Regions from separate parts of the Ovis aries genome. Here region 2 is linked to region 1. A link is a contact called in public Hi-C data. All regions are on one chromosome and are shown on one strand. Each heading gives the region's core, a stretch centred on a gene start, on an enhancer-like site or on the middle of the called end of the contact. The rest is flanking DNA. Distances are from core to core; before and after follow the strand shown. Region 1 overlaps ANKRD44 (ankyrin repeat domain 44). Region 2 overlaps ANKRD44 (ankyrin repeat domain 44).

Evidence for each region. A called contact is a pair of places that touch in the nucleus more often than the background predicts.
Region 2: a contact with region 1 is called in a Hi-C map of hypothalamus, with 2.1 times the contacts expected there. The contact joins two enhancer-like sites. A contact is called at or near these places in 4 of 16 Hi-C or Micro-C datasets (blood, hypothalamus and liver).

The regions. Positions count from the first base shown.
Region 1 is chr2:199,498,394-199,501,625 of ARS-UI_Ramb_v3.0, forward strand. ANKRD44 (ankyrin repeat domain 44) reads right to left here. Exons shown (of 28, transcript XM_042244028.2): 2 at 3,071-3,154. Among named protein-coding and RNA genes, the nearest start is that of ANKRD44, 130 kb to the right of the region's middle. Within about 2 kb of position 1,863, at least 12 of the 54 cell types and tissues checked have an H3K27ac peak or open chromatin away from gene starts, as enhancers often do. A contact at or near this core is called in hypothalamus, where this site is marked.
Region 2 is chr2:199,549,769-199,553,101 of ARS-UI_Ramb_v3.0, forward strand. The region is part of intron 1 of ANKRD44 (ankyrin repeat domain 44); the gene reads right to left. Among named protein-coding and RNA genes, the nearest start is that of ANKRD44, 75 kb to the right of the region's middle. Within about 2 kb of position 1,988, at least 8 of the 54 cell types and tissues checked have an H3K27ac peak or open chromatin away from gene starts, as enhancers often do. A contact at or near this core is called in hypothalamus, where this site is marked.

The DNA of each region.
Region 1 (3,232 bases), core at 613-3,112:
CTGGATCAGTTAATCAAAGCGTATTTATACCAAAGAACAGGCAACCCATCAAAAGGCACAGAAAGATGAAGAAGAAAAAAGAAAGCAAAAAAGTCAGAGCCCAGAGCAGAAAAGAAAAATTAAGTGACTAAATAGGGATAAAGAGAGAAAAGCAAAGGATGAGAAGGGAAGAAAGACAAAAACTGTCTTCTTGCTAGCAAGAGGTGCTTCCCTGATTTACCTCCCCTCCTTGACACTGAAATGTCTGGGAGCAGCCACTCTTCTATCCTAAAATCAATCTTTGGGCTTAGATTTCTAATCCAGATTTATCTTCCATCTCCCTATGCCCTTTGTTAACGATCACTTCCCCTAAACTGTCTAATCCACCGCCAGCAGTCACTGTGACTGATCCCGAAGGAATGCCGACCAAGGAAAACCACTGAAGAGGACAGCTCAGTGTCAGCAACATACTTGATAACAGAGTAGAGGAGCAAATGATCCTTATACTCACCTGAGGAAGGGAAAGGGGGATGTGAAGAGGGAGGCTGTAAGAGGTACGAGTGGAGGAAAGGGTCTGTGGACCCAGAGGAGCCACACGACCAACCTAAGAACTCAGGCTCCTCTTAGGCTTGCTGTCCACTCATTTAGCCACTCACACTCATTCCTTCCTCTCTCCTTATCCACCCTTCTCTGCTGTCACATCCAACCGCTGCCACACATCCAACAGCAACGACAAAGCACTTCCCGCAGCAGCCTCAGTGTATACCTCACTTCCTTAGTCCCTCATGATTCACACAGGCCCCTAAACAGTGTCCCAGCTTTTCCATTTCAGAAATACGACATAGTATGATTTCTCACTTGTTGCCTTCTCTGCCACACTGTAAGCTCACGAGGGAAAGAGCTATCTTTTCAACTGCTGTATCCCCAGCACCTTACATAGGATCCAGACTCAGTAATTAACTGTCAAATTAACAACACACTACACAGATGACTAAGGGGTATCACTTGAATTACCTAAAACCAGAAATTGGTATAGCCAAGACAGCAACTTGTTCACCAAAGTCACTGTTCTCTGACACTTTGGGGACACAGTTACACTAACTTCCCAACCTCTTCTGTAGTTAGCTGTGGCATGGGATGAGTTCTGGGCAGTGGGATGTGAGTAGAAGTGATTATGCCACAGCCAAGCTGTCCCATAAAATCTTCCCAGGCTTTGCCTCCACATTCTTTTTTTCCCTTCTTGTTGGACTGTTGACACACCCCTTGAATGACCTTAGAAGCTACATGCTGATACCTGGGACTCTATGTAGAAAAGAACCACCGCTCTAATCTGCTCATAAGAGAACTAAACACCTCTTATGTTTGAGCCATCTGTGTGTTATAGCAGTTAACCTCCCCTAATCTTTACCAGCTAGCAGCTGTTTGTCACTTTCCTAAGGAAAAATTAAAGGCTTTCAGAGGACAGTACACTCTTTCTTGGTACACAGGACTGCAAAAGTCCTGCTTGTTGATGATTATCAGGGAAGATAGTAACCTTGCCTTGGGCTGGCCTGGGTGGGGCCCACAACACAGAACAGGCTGGATGAATTCTGGTGGTGTCAGAACACAGATGATCAGCTTGCTTGCCTCGCCTCCTCTCAGAAGTATAGGGCCCCATGGGCCCTAGACAAATGCCCAGTTGCCTTCTCAAGTAGTCTGGCCCTGACCACATCTGTGCTTACCTGGCTAAAATGTCACACCACATTGCTCTGCTGTTGTCAGTGCCAGTTGGGGAGAAACTGCCAAGAGCTTTTTCAAAAAGCCACAGCAACCTACATTGCCACTAAACAATGGGTGGCAGTGATGACTCGCCTTCTGAATAAAACATGTGGCGGAGCGGACAGAGATGCAACCTCAGACAGAATGCATTTCCCAGTGGCAAAGCTCTTCTTGTACCGTAGATGTGTCTGAGTCTGTTGTTTCTCCTGAACACTTGGGACTTCAAAGAGAACTCCTCTCCCTGACAGACTGGAGCATGTAGGTAATTGCATTATATTAAGAGAATTAGTAGCATGTACTATACATAATTGCTTGTTCAATCTAGGTCTAGGAAACTATTAAAAGGATAAATTATTGACTAACTCTTTTCACCTTTCCTCAGTGCAGGTTTATGTCAAGAACTTCCAGATTCAGTGGTTCTTAATCTTTAGGGGATCATGAACCCTTTTAAGAGTTTGATGAAATGCCTTGACCCTTTCATTACACAAATTGTCCACAAGTGCATGCACACATTACGTACGACTTCAGGGTACACACAGGATGCCAAGTTCATCCACTCATTCCGGGTTCATGGACCCTCTAGTGCAGAGGGCAGCAAATTTTCCCTCCAGAGGGCCGGAGAATAAATATCTGGGGTAGGCCACATACTGTCTCTGTCACAGCTGCTCAACTCTGCTCCTGCAGTAGGAAAGCTGTCCTTCCCGTGTTCCAAACAAACTTAATTTGTAGATATCAAAATTTGAACTTCATACAATTTTCCTAAGTCACAAAATATTCTTTTTTTTTCATTCTTTTTTCAGCCATTTAAAAAATTAAACCATTCCTAGCCAGTAGCTTGTACAAAAACAGGTGACAAACCATAGTTTGTCAACTCCTGTTTGTAAGGCATGGGTTCTCTAGAACAAAGTTTCTATCTCTATTTTCACTGACTTCTAACTGAAACTTCCCATTTCTTCACATTATGAATGCAGGCAGCAAACCTTAGTGTTGGCAGAAATCACAGGCACATTCATGCCACGTTACAGTGGTGGCAGATAACACAAAATATTGATCAGGCTCACCATTATTTTTAAATTATGGCCATTATTAGATCTCCTACTGTATCTTACCATTTAAATGTGTTGATAAACACATATATTATTATATGAAAATTTTGATTCAATAACTATATTTCAAAATAATTGATTTCCATTTGAATCCTATATATTTTATTTAGAGCATTTCAAAACAGAATTCTGAGAAGTGGGCCAGGGCTTTCACCAGACACCGAAAAGGTCCATGGCACAGAAAAGGTGAAGAGGGTCTGGGGAGGCAAAGCCAGAGCATCTCCTACCAGAGCATTCACATCTTCTGTTTTGTGGATGAGCATCCGTATCTCCTCTGGATCACCGCTGAAGATTGCTTGGACCAGTGGTGGCTGTAAACACAGGAGAACTGGAATTAGAACTGTAATTAAATAACTGGACTGCACTCAGATGCAGATGGCTAGAAGATC
Region 2 (3,333 bases), core at 738-3,237, 52 kb after region 1:
CCAGCATGTGTTCAACCAGCCCTATGTTTCACCTGCAGAGAGAATGGGCCACTACCTACTAACATGGGCTTTCCATGTTAAGACATTACAAACTTTAGCCTCACACACACACATATACACACACTTTCTCTGTCTCACACACACACACACACATACACACAATGCCAAGACAAAAGAAAGAAGGTTTGCATGTGAAAATCATTGCAAGCAATAAGAACTGTCTACCCAGTTAAGCATGGTCTTGGGTTCTATAAAAGAACTAGATAGAATGACATTGCTAAATCTTCTGTATGAGCAAAACTATACTCACTTGGAATTTTCAAATTCAAATATTTGTTGATTGTCCACTATATGCTCAGAGGGGCTCAAAGGCAGTATGAGATCCAACCTCTGCCTTCCAGAACCAACAAAACTGTCAAAAGGGGGGGGGTGGTTTATAGGACTAAAACAAGTAACTGCCACCACAAAGTACTCCATGATTGAGTGAGCACAGGAGTGGTTCAAGCAATAGTGCTCTGGGAGGAGCTCTCAGGACTAATAAATCAAGGGAAGTAACACCAAACAAGTCACTCTGAAAAGGGGCCTCAGCACTGTACAGAGGGCTTGAAATATGGAGTCAATCAGTGAGGGCTATTTGTTACATGACCATCAAATAGTAATTTTGAGTCTAAGACTCTCCCGGACAAATCAGTCTAAGCATAAGTGCCTATCTGGTGATGCTCCAATAGGTAAAAACCGAAAAGGCTTAATACAGACTCAGAGCTTTATCCAGAATCTCTCAACCCCTACCACTTTTGCAGGCCATACAGGCTACAAAGTACTTCTCTGCAAAGCCTTCCTGGCAGGATCAGAATTTAAGTTTTAGGCACTCCTCCTCTCCTAAAGGCTGACCGTGTGTAAATACATTCAAACACCATCACTGAGTATCTACCATATGTCTGTTGCCTGAGTTAAGAATAGATTGAGATTACACGTGGTTGTTACCTTGAAAGCATTCACAAGTGCCTAAACAACTGAACCCACCTCCTCAGCTAGTCAATGGTACAGCCTAACTGCATTAAAAAAAAAAGGGGGGGGGACAACAGGAGAATGTACACAAGGATATTTCTGTAGGCCAATAAAAAGAGGATGTCTTGTGTTTGCTTTATAATGTTGAGACTTGGTATCTACAGGGCCTAGTCATTTCTTTCAAGTCTGTGGTCAGAAATGTTGCCTATATATCCCCTTTATGGGGCTTTCAAATAAGTTCCCATTTTTTTTCTTCATTCATCACAAAAATAGTCTCAATCTAAGCCCCAAACTGCCAATTTCTCCCCTCAACAACAACTGAAAAAGTAAAGGAGGGAAGGAAGTAAAAAGGATGAAAAAGAAAGGAAAAAAAATTTACAGTAGGTATGAGAAAAAGAGAATTGCTATATCATGTCAAGTCCAAGTTTGTACAGAGCACATAGTGAGAAAATACGTGCGTGCCAGTGAAGTCGCTTCGGTCGTGTCCGGCTCTTTGCAACCCCATGGACTGTAGCCCACCATGCTGCTCCTCTGTCCATGGGATTCTCCAGGCAAGGGTACTGGAGTGGGTTTCCATGCCCTTTTCCAGAGGATCTCCTGACCCAGGGATCCAACCCATGTCCCTTACATCTCCTGCATTGACTGGTATGTTCTTTACCACTAGGGCCATCTGGGAACTCACTATACTGTATTTGAATGATTCCCACAGAGGCACCAAAGGCACAGCAACATTCAGAAATACTAGAGGGGAAAATCAAGAGAAGCAAGACATTGCTTCTGTCTCTCAGCAGAGGTCAAGAAAACAGGTGAGACTAAGTGTTCTTTCGACCTGGCAGTGGCAGAGATGGCAATAGTGTAGAACCCAGCTAATGAGAGGCAGCAGAGACTCATTTTTAGAGCAAACTCAACTTCTTTAGGTTGCTTGCCATCAATTGTAGGTCTCGTATAATAGCTGATCTTTTTCCCCTAAGAATAGACCTTTGTTCTCATACAGTACTGCATTCTTGAACGTTTCAGTACTAGTTATGACGCTTAAGAAAGGCACAAAACACTATAGTCGTCAAACTCAAAGAAGGAATCAATTCCTAAATCATCTTTTCTAAGGACTCACAAATCTATCAATAAAATGTGTTTGGAAAACAAATATTTTCCTGCCTCTGCTGTTTTTACTTTTAGTAGCATTAACTTAAAAGGTACCATTCCAGCAATATTTTTCTCAAAAATTGAGACTCATTAACTCACTTCTATTCAAGCCATGCTGCTCCACTCCTTATTTTTTTAGAAATATCTACTCAAGGGAGCATGTGCTCATTAAAAATATCTCATAGCATTAACATTCTCACTAGAAGCTTCAATGCATGTGATGTCTTCAGGGCTGACTCCATTTGTGTCCACTGTCCACCTGTGCAAATGTCCAAATGATAGCTGACAAGCAAAATATAAATTACCACGAAAGAATCACAGAGAAAAACCTGGAGCTTAATTACATGCCCCAGAGCAGCACCTCCAAAAACACAAAAGATATGATTTTTGTGATAGTTCTGGAACTCAATGATCAAACTCTCTATAATACTGAAATAAAAAATAATACTTGATTCATACAAAATTGACATCCTTTCCAAGTAAACAGTTTATTCCTACTGCTTTCCTTTACATATTGTGTACCAGTAATGCACAGAAATGCAATGGCTGCCTTTCCACTCCGGAAATGCACCCAGTCCCCTTCCTTCTCAAGCTTTTGCACAGACCATTCCCTCTGTCTAGAACATTCTATACACTCTTTTCACCACATTAAATCCAATTCACCTCCTGGATCTCAATTTAAAAGGCCCTTGTCCAGAACAACCTGTCCTCACCAACCCTCCCACTGCCCATCTAGATGAGATTCCCCTGTTATGTAGGTTCTGGTAGCTTCCTGTGCTTTTCCCTTAGAGCACTTATCAGTTTGTAGAGTAATTCTATATCTGTGTGTGTTCTTTGAGTAATATCCACCAGACTGTAAGCCCTGTCAGGCCAGAGACCATGGCTATTTTCGTTTCACTGGATTCCTGGAGCCTAACACAATGGCTGGAATATAGGAGGCACTCACTTTGCTAAATAAATTTAGTAAGCAAAGTTTATCGCGTCCTGCCACCCTGCCATAGAAATGGTCAGACCAAATAAAGATGGAATGAGGAAAACAGTCTGTTCTAAAAACTGCCTGATAACTTGGCTTGACACAGTGCTAGTAAGTTGATTCTTTTCAGCAAATTTAGTTTATCTTGGTCTATGTTATGGTCATGACCCTGACAAAGAATGAGTTTAGTCCTAAGGACAGCAAGACAT